Linked DNA regions of Gossypium hirsutum: region 2 is linked to region 1. Evidence: chromatin contacts called from public Hi-C data. All regions are on one chromosome and are shown on one strand. Each heading gives the region's core, a stretch centred on a gene start, on an enhancer-like site or on the middle of the called end of the contact. The rest is flanking DNA. Distances are from core to core; before and after follow the strand shown.

Region 1 (3,753 bases), core at 298-2,797:
ATTTGATTTGACAGCCCAGAAGGTCGGAAGCCGGTCAAAGAATGCAGGGTGGCAAGTTGTCTTGAATGGAAAACTACACCAAAATTAGCAATCAAAATACATAGATATGAAACAATGATTTTAATATAAACCGGCACTCACCCGCTTCCTCTTCAAGAGTCCCCAAGGGAGAAGTGTAACAGCTGGAGCAGTAGATATACCTCCATATAGCCTCTTTTCCTCAGCTTGTTTGCTTGTAATCTTCTTCAGAATTTCACAGTCTCTCAGTTGCGCTGATCCAGGCATTCCTCCCTTCAAATAGTATGCAAACGTTAATTGCTACAACAACTATATATTGTACAAAACAATTTACCAAAGAAATATCAGCAAATCCCATGTGTACTGAGGGTTCTTTCCTCTAGGAGAATCTCAATTTCCAAAACATTAATGTGGGAATATGCAGGGCAACATTATATTCTAAGCAAATATGAAGATCAAAGGTTTGAAGAACTAACTGGCAATGCCACGAGATCGAAAACACGGTCAGAACAAGTGGAGATTCTGGTATCAGCAACCAACTTGGTTCCTCCCGATGCATGAACCTCGAGCTGCGGTTCCACTGAGGCCACCGTCACCTCTGCCCCAGCACGGCGTAGAACATCAACCAATATAACAGCTTCCATTTCCTCAGTACCAAATCCAATTGGAACCAAAGCCTATCCATCCACATAAATAATAAGGATCAAAACTTTAAATTTCACACAGCAAAACTAGAAAAAAAATAAAACCCCATTCAAGCTAAATGCTTAACAACGCAAGCAAACTAAGCCCTTTTTCACTCTAAGAAAGTGTAGTGAAAAAGGGTTTTACATATTTTGAGATACAAATAAAATTGCCAAAATATAACAGCATCCATTCCCTCCTTGCCATATCCATCCAACTAGACAAATTAATTAAACCCCATTTAAGCTAAGTCGTAAAAACGCAAGCAAACCGAGCCCTTGCCACTCTTTAAATCTATAGTGAAAAGGGTTTAACCTATTTTGAGATACAAATCAATTGCCAAAAAAACAAATGAAGCATTTGAATGAAAGGAGACACCTTTTTGGTAGAAGCGGCGGTGGGGGAGCTTGCAACAGTGGACGTTGTTGAAGGGGTTGTGGGAACTGTAGAAGTGGAGGCTCTGATGGGTTTTAAAGCCAGTTTTGCGGTTGTTATGGGAAGCTGATAGTCCATGGAAGGGGGGAACCCAAAGGTAGAGCCAGGAAGTGCCATTTGAGGAATCCTTGGAGGAAAGAATAACCTTGTTGGAGGTGATGGTTTCAAAACCAGACACGACAAACTCTCCATTGGAGTTTGTAAAGGAATTACTTGTCCAGCAGCTTGGCCAAACTTTGACAACGAAGATCACTTTGACGCTTTTATCTTATCCAGTGTGCAGTGCACCCACACTGCCAATGTGAACTCAACGGCGTCGTTCTGAGTTATGCCAAATGCAACCATATCTTAGTTATGCCAAATTCAACCATGGTGTAACCATGCGGGAGTTCACAATTTGAATAAAGTGGTGATAAAATTTTTTGTCAAACATTTATTTATTATGAGTTTAAATGACATTACTATTTTTTTTACTATTAATATTATATAAAAAAGTCTAAACATTTAAAATATAATCTCTATTATTTCACTGAAAAATATGTTATTTTAATAAAAAATAAATTAATCAACAGAAAATGATTTATTGCTCAATATAAAATAAGGTCTTTTTACTATAATATGATTTATTGTTTTGATTATAATTGTCTCAAAATTCATAATTATTACGAAGGTTGAAGATTGTAAAAGTAAAACTAGTATTCGAAAAATAGAGTTATTAGTATCCTATCAAAGAACTCTTATACAATTCTATAATTGAGATAAAGAATTGTCAATGTTAACATTAGACTAAAACTTAATAGATTTTAGTTCGTAAATATGATTGAATAAAGTACTTGATTGATTAAAAAAATTTTATTAAATAACTTCATATTACTCAACTTTAATAATTCTTACTTACAACTTAATCATATGATATCATTTATCGACAATAATGTATCGAGTTAGACTCGATCCAAACAATTGTGATAAATTTTAAGTTAAGCAATCTAAAGTTCGAAATTAATTTTTGAATAAAATATATTAAAATTTAAGTTAGAATGTTAATATATTAATTACACCGACCTAGTTGTAGTGCAAAAGAGTATGAAATTCCCCATTGTTCTTTACAAAGACAAAAATCTAGCCGTCCATAAAGCGAGACAAACAACTCTGTACGCATGATTTGTTATGCTTTTTTTAATTTCCTTCCAAATTATTTGAGAATGTCTTTATTAAAACAAAACAAAATCAGTCACTTCTGCAAAAACCCAAATCTATTAGCTGTACTAAGATAGCAGCCACTTCTTCCCACAGCAATGATCTTGTAATTTCTCTCTCCTTTTATTTAAACCTTCTTGATTCTATTGTTTTGTTAGATTTTCTCAATTTTTTATTTTTTCTTTTAATGAATTAAAGATTAACCCATCAAGGAAAAAACCTTCCTTTGTTTTTTTTTTCTCTTGAAACGAACCAAATTTCCTGCTAAATTCTTTTTTGTGGATTTGAAATAAAGATCTCTTTTTTTTTTTTATAAGTAGATATTAGATCTTTTTTGGTTTCAGGATCAGGGTTATTGGTTTTCTGGCGAGAAGGGCTATGGTGTTATGGTCCTGACATAAAGGTACCCCTTTTTTTTTTATCTTTTGTGTTAATCAATGTTCGTTTGTTTATTTTACTTGATTGATTGATTGATCATTGGGTATTTTCCTATTTTGTTTGTGTTGATTTGTATCATGATTTTTTTAACTTCGTTCTAGCTATGGATTTAGTGTTAGAATTTAGGGCTCTGAATGGGATTTATCAATTTCAATTTATAAATATTAGAAGTTAGGGTCATGCTTTAATGGAAAGTTGAAACAATCCTCAATTGTGTTCTTCAATTCAGAAATTAAGAAACTGATTTGGTGTTGGGAATTCTTTTTAAAAAAAAATCAATTTCGTGCGACGAAGGGACCCTTCGTAAAGCTATTTACTTTTTGGCATCTTTGAAGTGCTTATGAATAAGCATTTGGACTGTTTTAAGGAACAAGTAACAAAGTAAATTATGTCACCCTTTTGTTCTCTCAAGCACCATATTATTAGGTGTTCTTTTAAAATGCTTCTTGGAATGATCTATGCAGCGAGAGTGTATTTAGAATAGATACTAAGGGAAGCATCAAGATTGTAGTTAGTTTTCGTAACCATACAGAACATTGCCATAATTGTAAGGCTATCTTTATGGTTTTAACTATTTGAGAAGCTAGTTGTGCTATATCACTCCTAATTTTTTCTTTCATTTTTGCACGTGGATTGCCTATGATCATTCGCCCGTGCTTTTTTGTACCCTTGATTTTTTTCCCGGTTTTCAATTGTATTAGAACTTGTTGTTAGTAATCGTGTTTGTACATTGTTGAACTTATATGTGTGTGCGCGTGCGTGCCTGTTTTCGTTTGTGCAATCAACTTAGCAAGCTTAATTCTAGTACTTTGACTTATTTGCTTTTATTCTTCAGATATTGGATTGGTCTGTGACATACCCAAATTTGCTTTGTTCAGCCTTAAGGATTTTCTGCTTGTTGATTTTTTGATAAAAGAGGGTGATGGCCAATCTAAATGCCTCAACGACCTTAGTTCCTTCAGAGTCCTCGGATCAAAGGCG
Region 2 (4,073 bases), core at 1,555-4,054, 180 kb after region 1:
CAAGTGATTCAAATTTTAGTTGAAAGATTTAAAATTTTATAAGTGTTAAAAAAAGTCTAAAAAAAAATTCTAAAATGTTTTAAAGCAAGCTTTTTGAACCACGTTTCGATACATATCTTATAGCTATCAAAACATATGAAGCCAGCAGGCTAATGGCTTCATAGGTATTGAAACCCGTAGGCGAAAGTTCTAATACCCACAGAAGTATCGAAACTTAACCTTGTACAGTCCAAAACATAGTAAGTCAGTAAACATTTCTGGGCAACACAAAGTATCGAACGACAGCTGCAGAGATATCGGACCTAAACCAAGAGGTATCATAACTTGACCCCAGGTTTCGATATATACAGGTCTAATGGTCATAAATTTTAAAGCGAGGTATTAGCACCTAGACTGTGAGGGTGCTATAATGAGAGACAAATCCAATTGTAGGGTTCATAAAAAATAGCAGTGAAGTGTTGTAACACCATAGATTGAATCCTGGTCAGATCCTCAATCCAATCACCATCCATGTATTCAATTCTTAAAATGGCATTATAAGTTCTTGGTCTTGAAGTACAAGCATGGAAGAATTTTGTATCCCTTTCACCATAGATAATCCAATTTGCTCGTGATTTTTGAAACCAGTGTAGTTGTTCTTGTTCCGTGAGCTTAAGTAATTCCTGTCTTAAGGCAAGATTCCTTGGAATAATCCGATGGAGAGTTAATATGTTGTTGCGCCATAGCTAATTCTTCTGAGTACGTCTTTTCCATAGATTACCAGATGTAGTGTGATTCCATTCTAATAGGCTATCCTTAACAAACTTGAGTTTACGAGCAAGAGAATATTGATCAGCTGACCCATTACAACTAGTTTGCCCAGCTTGTCGCACTATCTCCCTACACTACAGATGGGCTGTCCTCGTTAATTCAAACCTATAAGGTCTACATCGAAATGGTAATCAGTAATCCGTATGTAAGATCATTGGTCCATGATCCGAAAACATAATTGGCAAGTTTAACAACCGAGGACGTTGAAAGTTTTGAAGAGCATTGTCATTGCAGAATACTTTATCGAGTCGTTCCTAAAATACATCCTCGCCATCCTGATTGTTGGTCCAGGTGAAATGTTGACCAATCGGTGGGATCTCTAATAGCCACATTATCAATGTAATCTTGTAATTTTTCTGCCCTTTGTAATGCATCTGATATGAAGTACAGCTTATCTTTTGGATGTAATACTTGATTAAAATCATCCCAAGCTATCCAATCATCTTGATTCGGTATTGAACAATAAATATTATACACACTATCCCACACCTGATTACGTTTATGCACACACAGCTGTTTATACAAACATGAAAACCAAAGCGAAAAGGATCCATCCACAATATACAACAGCAAAATATGTGCTTCTTTTATTATTGCTTTAACCATAAGACGAGCTTTCCACATTACTACTAAGCCCCCTCCCTTCCCGTTACAAGGAACAAACTCAGTTATGGAAGCCTAATCTATTAGTGAGAGGCATGCATTTTTTAGGAGTAGCATGGGCTTCCATCAAGAAGCACAGATTGACTTTGTAGTTGTGGACCAGTTTGCAGCAGTGTTGCAATGTAAGAGGCTCTCTTGCATTCGATGCTAATCTGATCATGGCTCCATGGTAGGCTGAGTTGGGGCAGCCTGCTTGAACCCTACCAAGTCAGCATCATGCAAATTTAATTTGATTTGTTGCAACTTTAGCTAAATCGTCAGTATGTTGTTGGTTCAGCATTCCGTATTAATGAAAATCGAGTCACCAATCGAGGATCCTTCCTCAAGTGCATTTAACATTGTCTGTTGCAAAGAAGGATCATGATGGCAATCAACTAAGGACGTTTGCCTACGGTGTATTGCTCCGGATCCTATGTTTGGTTCATCTAAGTTTGTCGCTTATTTTGGAGTTAGAAGTGGAATCATAGTCAGTCTGGTCTTCAGCTCCAATTGATAGAATCATCCCTAAATTCATAGCATGTTGTTCATTATTAACAGTTCTTGTGTTGGTCTCATCCATAAGAACAACATTATGGGCAATTTAATCTGGGCTTAAAGGCTAAACTAGGATGTTCTGCCACGTTCCAAACATGGAAGAAGTACTCCATATGGTCGTTTATTTGTGTCTTTGAAATTTGAGTAGAGAACTTTGCAACCTGTCGAGACCCTCCCCTTAACGTGCCCATACGGCTACTTTCAAGTGGTTCCGCTGCTGGACTAGTTCTTCCAGGGTCAAAAATAATTCTTGCATTAGTAAATGATACCTCTCCCTCGGATAAGCCTATCCATGGTTGATTATTTGGAGGCTGAGAGAAATTTTCTTTTATTTAGAATTTGATTTTCCATTAATTGAAATTAAATATGAATTTTTAATATTGAGAATCTTAAATAAAGAAAAGAAAAAGAAACTATTCATGTCGGCTTCCATTTCCATTTCCAAAATTAAATAAAAAAATTGTTTAAAATGATAAAAAAAATAAAATATTTTAAAATTTTTACTATTAATGTTACTATTAGGTACACGTAATAATTTAACGTACAATGACTAATTTATTATTTTTTTGAGTACATAAAGCAAAATACAATCCAACTTTTAGTATAAATTTTTTAATATACTTTTATTAATACTCAAACTAATAACTTGATTGGTAGAAAAATCTAATTAACACGGTATTTTGATATTTCAACTAAAATATTTTAAAATTTTAATTTAAAATATCAAACATAATTCAAGGATTATGTAACATAAAATTGAGTTTATATTCTAAATTCTAAAATAGAAATCAAAGCACATTGAAAGACTTGATATCATATCATGTAACATAATGAAGGTGAGGCAGCTACAACAGAAAAATCTAATGTAGAAACGAAAGAGAAGCCAATGAGAATCTTCCGCGTATACAGAATTCCATTCTTCCGACTAGCCTACATATCCGGAAAATATAAAAAGGAACATTAAAGCGTGAGGGGCAAACTCGTCATCAGAAGGAGTGTTTTTTTTTTTTCAAACCAAACTCGTCTCAACCAAAAAAAAAGGATAACTAAATATAAAATACCATCTTGACTCGGTTCCTCTCCGGCAAACTCACTGGACCAACTCAACACGATGGAGATCGCCCCCGCGGTTCCGCCATCTCATCCCCTGGGCGGTGAAAACCCCGTTTCTTCTACAGACGACGTTTTAGCAGACAGCGGAAAGCCTTCGCCATCAACATCAACATCGTCATCGTTGTCAGAGAAGGATGAAAAAGCGACGTCATCTACGGCGTCAACGGTGTCGTTGGGGGCGGTGGCTTCGAGATATGATCCGGATATGGAGGAAGAAGAGGAAGATGTTTGCAGGATCTGCCGGAACCCGGGAGATGCTGACAATCCGCTTAGGTACCCCTGCGCATGTAGCGGCAGCATCAAATTTGTCCATCAAGATTGCCTTCTTCAGTGGCTTAATCACAGCAATGCTCGCCAATGCGAGGTTAGTGTTTATTTATTTGTAATTATGGTATAAAATTATAGGTATTTTTTTAGAAAAATTAGGTTAGTTTCAGTTAAGGTTTTAGTTCTTTAAAAAATTTAAATTTCATTATTTGGTGTCTGATTTAGCTTTGATTATTGAATGAGCAACAGAGATGATTAATAAATGAAGACAATTTTGGTCTCTTCTTTCAAGTCTTTTTTTCTGATAATTTTTATAATAAAGACTTCCATTCTAGTCGCAAATTTTGAGAGCTCTCCATTGTTGGAGTCTTGAACATTTGAAAAGAAACAACTTTTATTTTTGTGTGTTTTGTATGTGCTATGGTTCTCCAACTCGGTGGTATTTGAAGTTGTGTGGGATTTGAGAAGAAAACATGGTTTTCTGAAGATTTTCATGGGTTTTGAATGATCGGAGAGGTCATTAGCTGCAACTAACTTCTTTAAGTTATAATTGAATAAATACAGGCGGCAATAGTAATTATTGTGGAGCAATCAAGCTTCAGGTTTCTTTTTAATGTTGCTAATGCATGATGATGCAAACTTAGTGCTATCAGAGGTAGTCTTAGACTTTAGGTTCTTCATGCTAA

What was found. A called contact is a pair of places that touch in the nucleus more often than the background predicts.
Region 2: a contact with region 1 is called in a Hi-C map of leaf, with 1.6 times the contacts expected there. The contact joins the promoter of LOC121212217 here to the promoter of LOC121212210 in region 1. A contact is called at or near these places in 2 of 34 Hi-C or Micro-C datasets (both in leaf).

Annotation. Positions count from the first base shown.
Region 1 is chrA13:5,266,608-5,270,360 of Gossypium_hirsutum_v2.1, forward strand. It overlaps LOC121212210 (protein DJ-1 homolog C), which reads right to left and starts at 1,548. Exons shown (of 8, transcript XM_041084574.1): 1 at 1,081-1,548; 2 at 495-695; 3 at 142-291; 4 at 1-60. The coding sequence starts at 1,329. LOC107894273 reads left to right here and starts at 2,218. Exons shown (of 3, transcript XM_016819539.2): 1 at 2,218-2,440; 2 at 2,662-2,737; 3 at 3,608-3,753. The coding sequence starts at 3,695.
Region 2 is chrA13:5,444,800-5,448,872 of Gossypium_hirsutum_v2.1, forward strand. LOC121212217 (probable E3 ubiquitin ligase SUD1) reads left to right here and starts at 2,805. Exons shown (of 9, transcript XM_041084600.1): 1 at 2,805-3,484. The coding sequence starts at 3,119.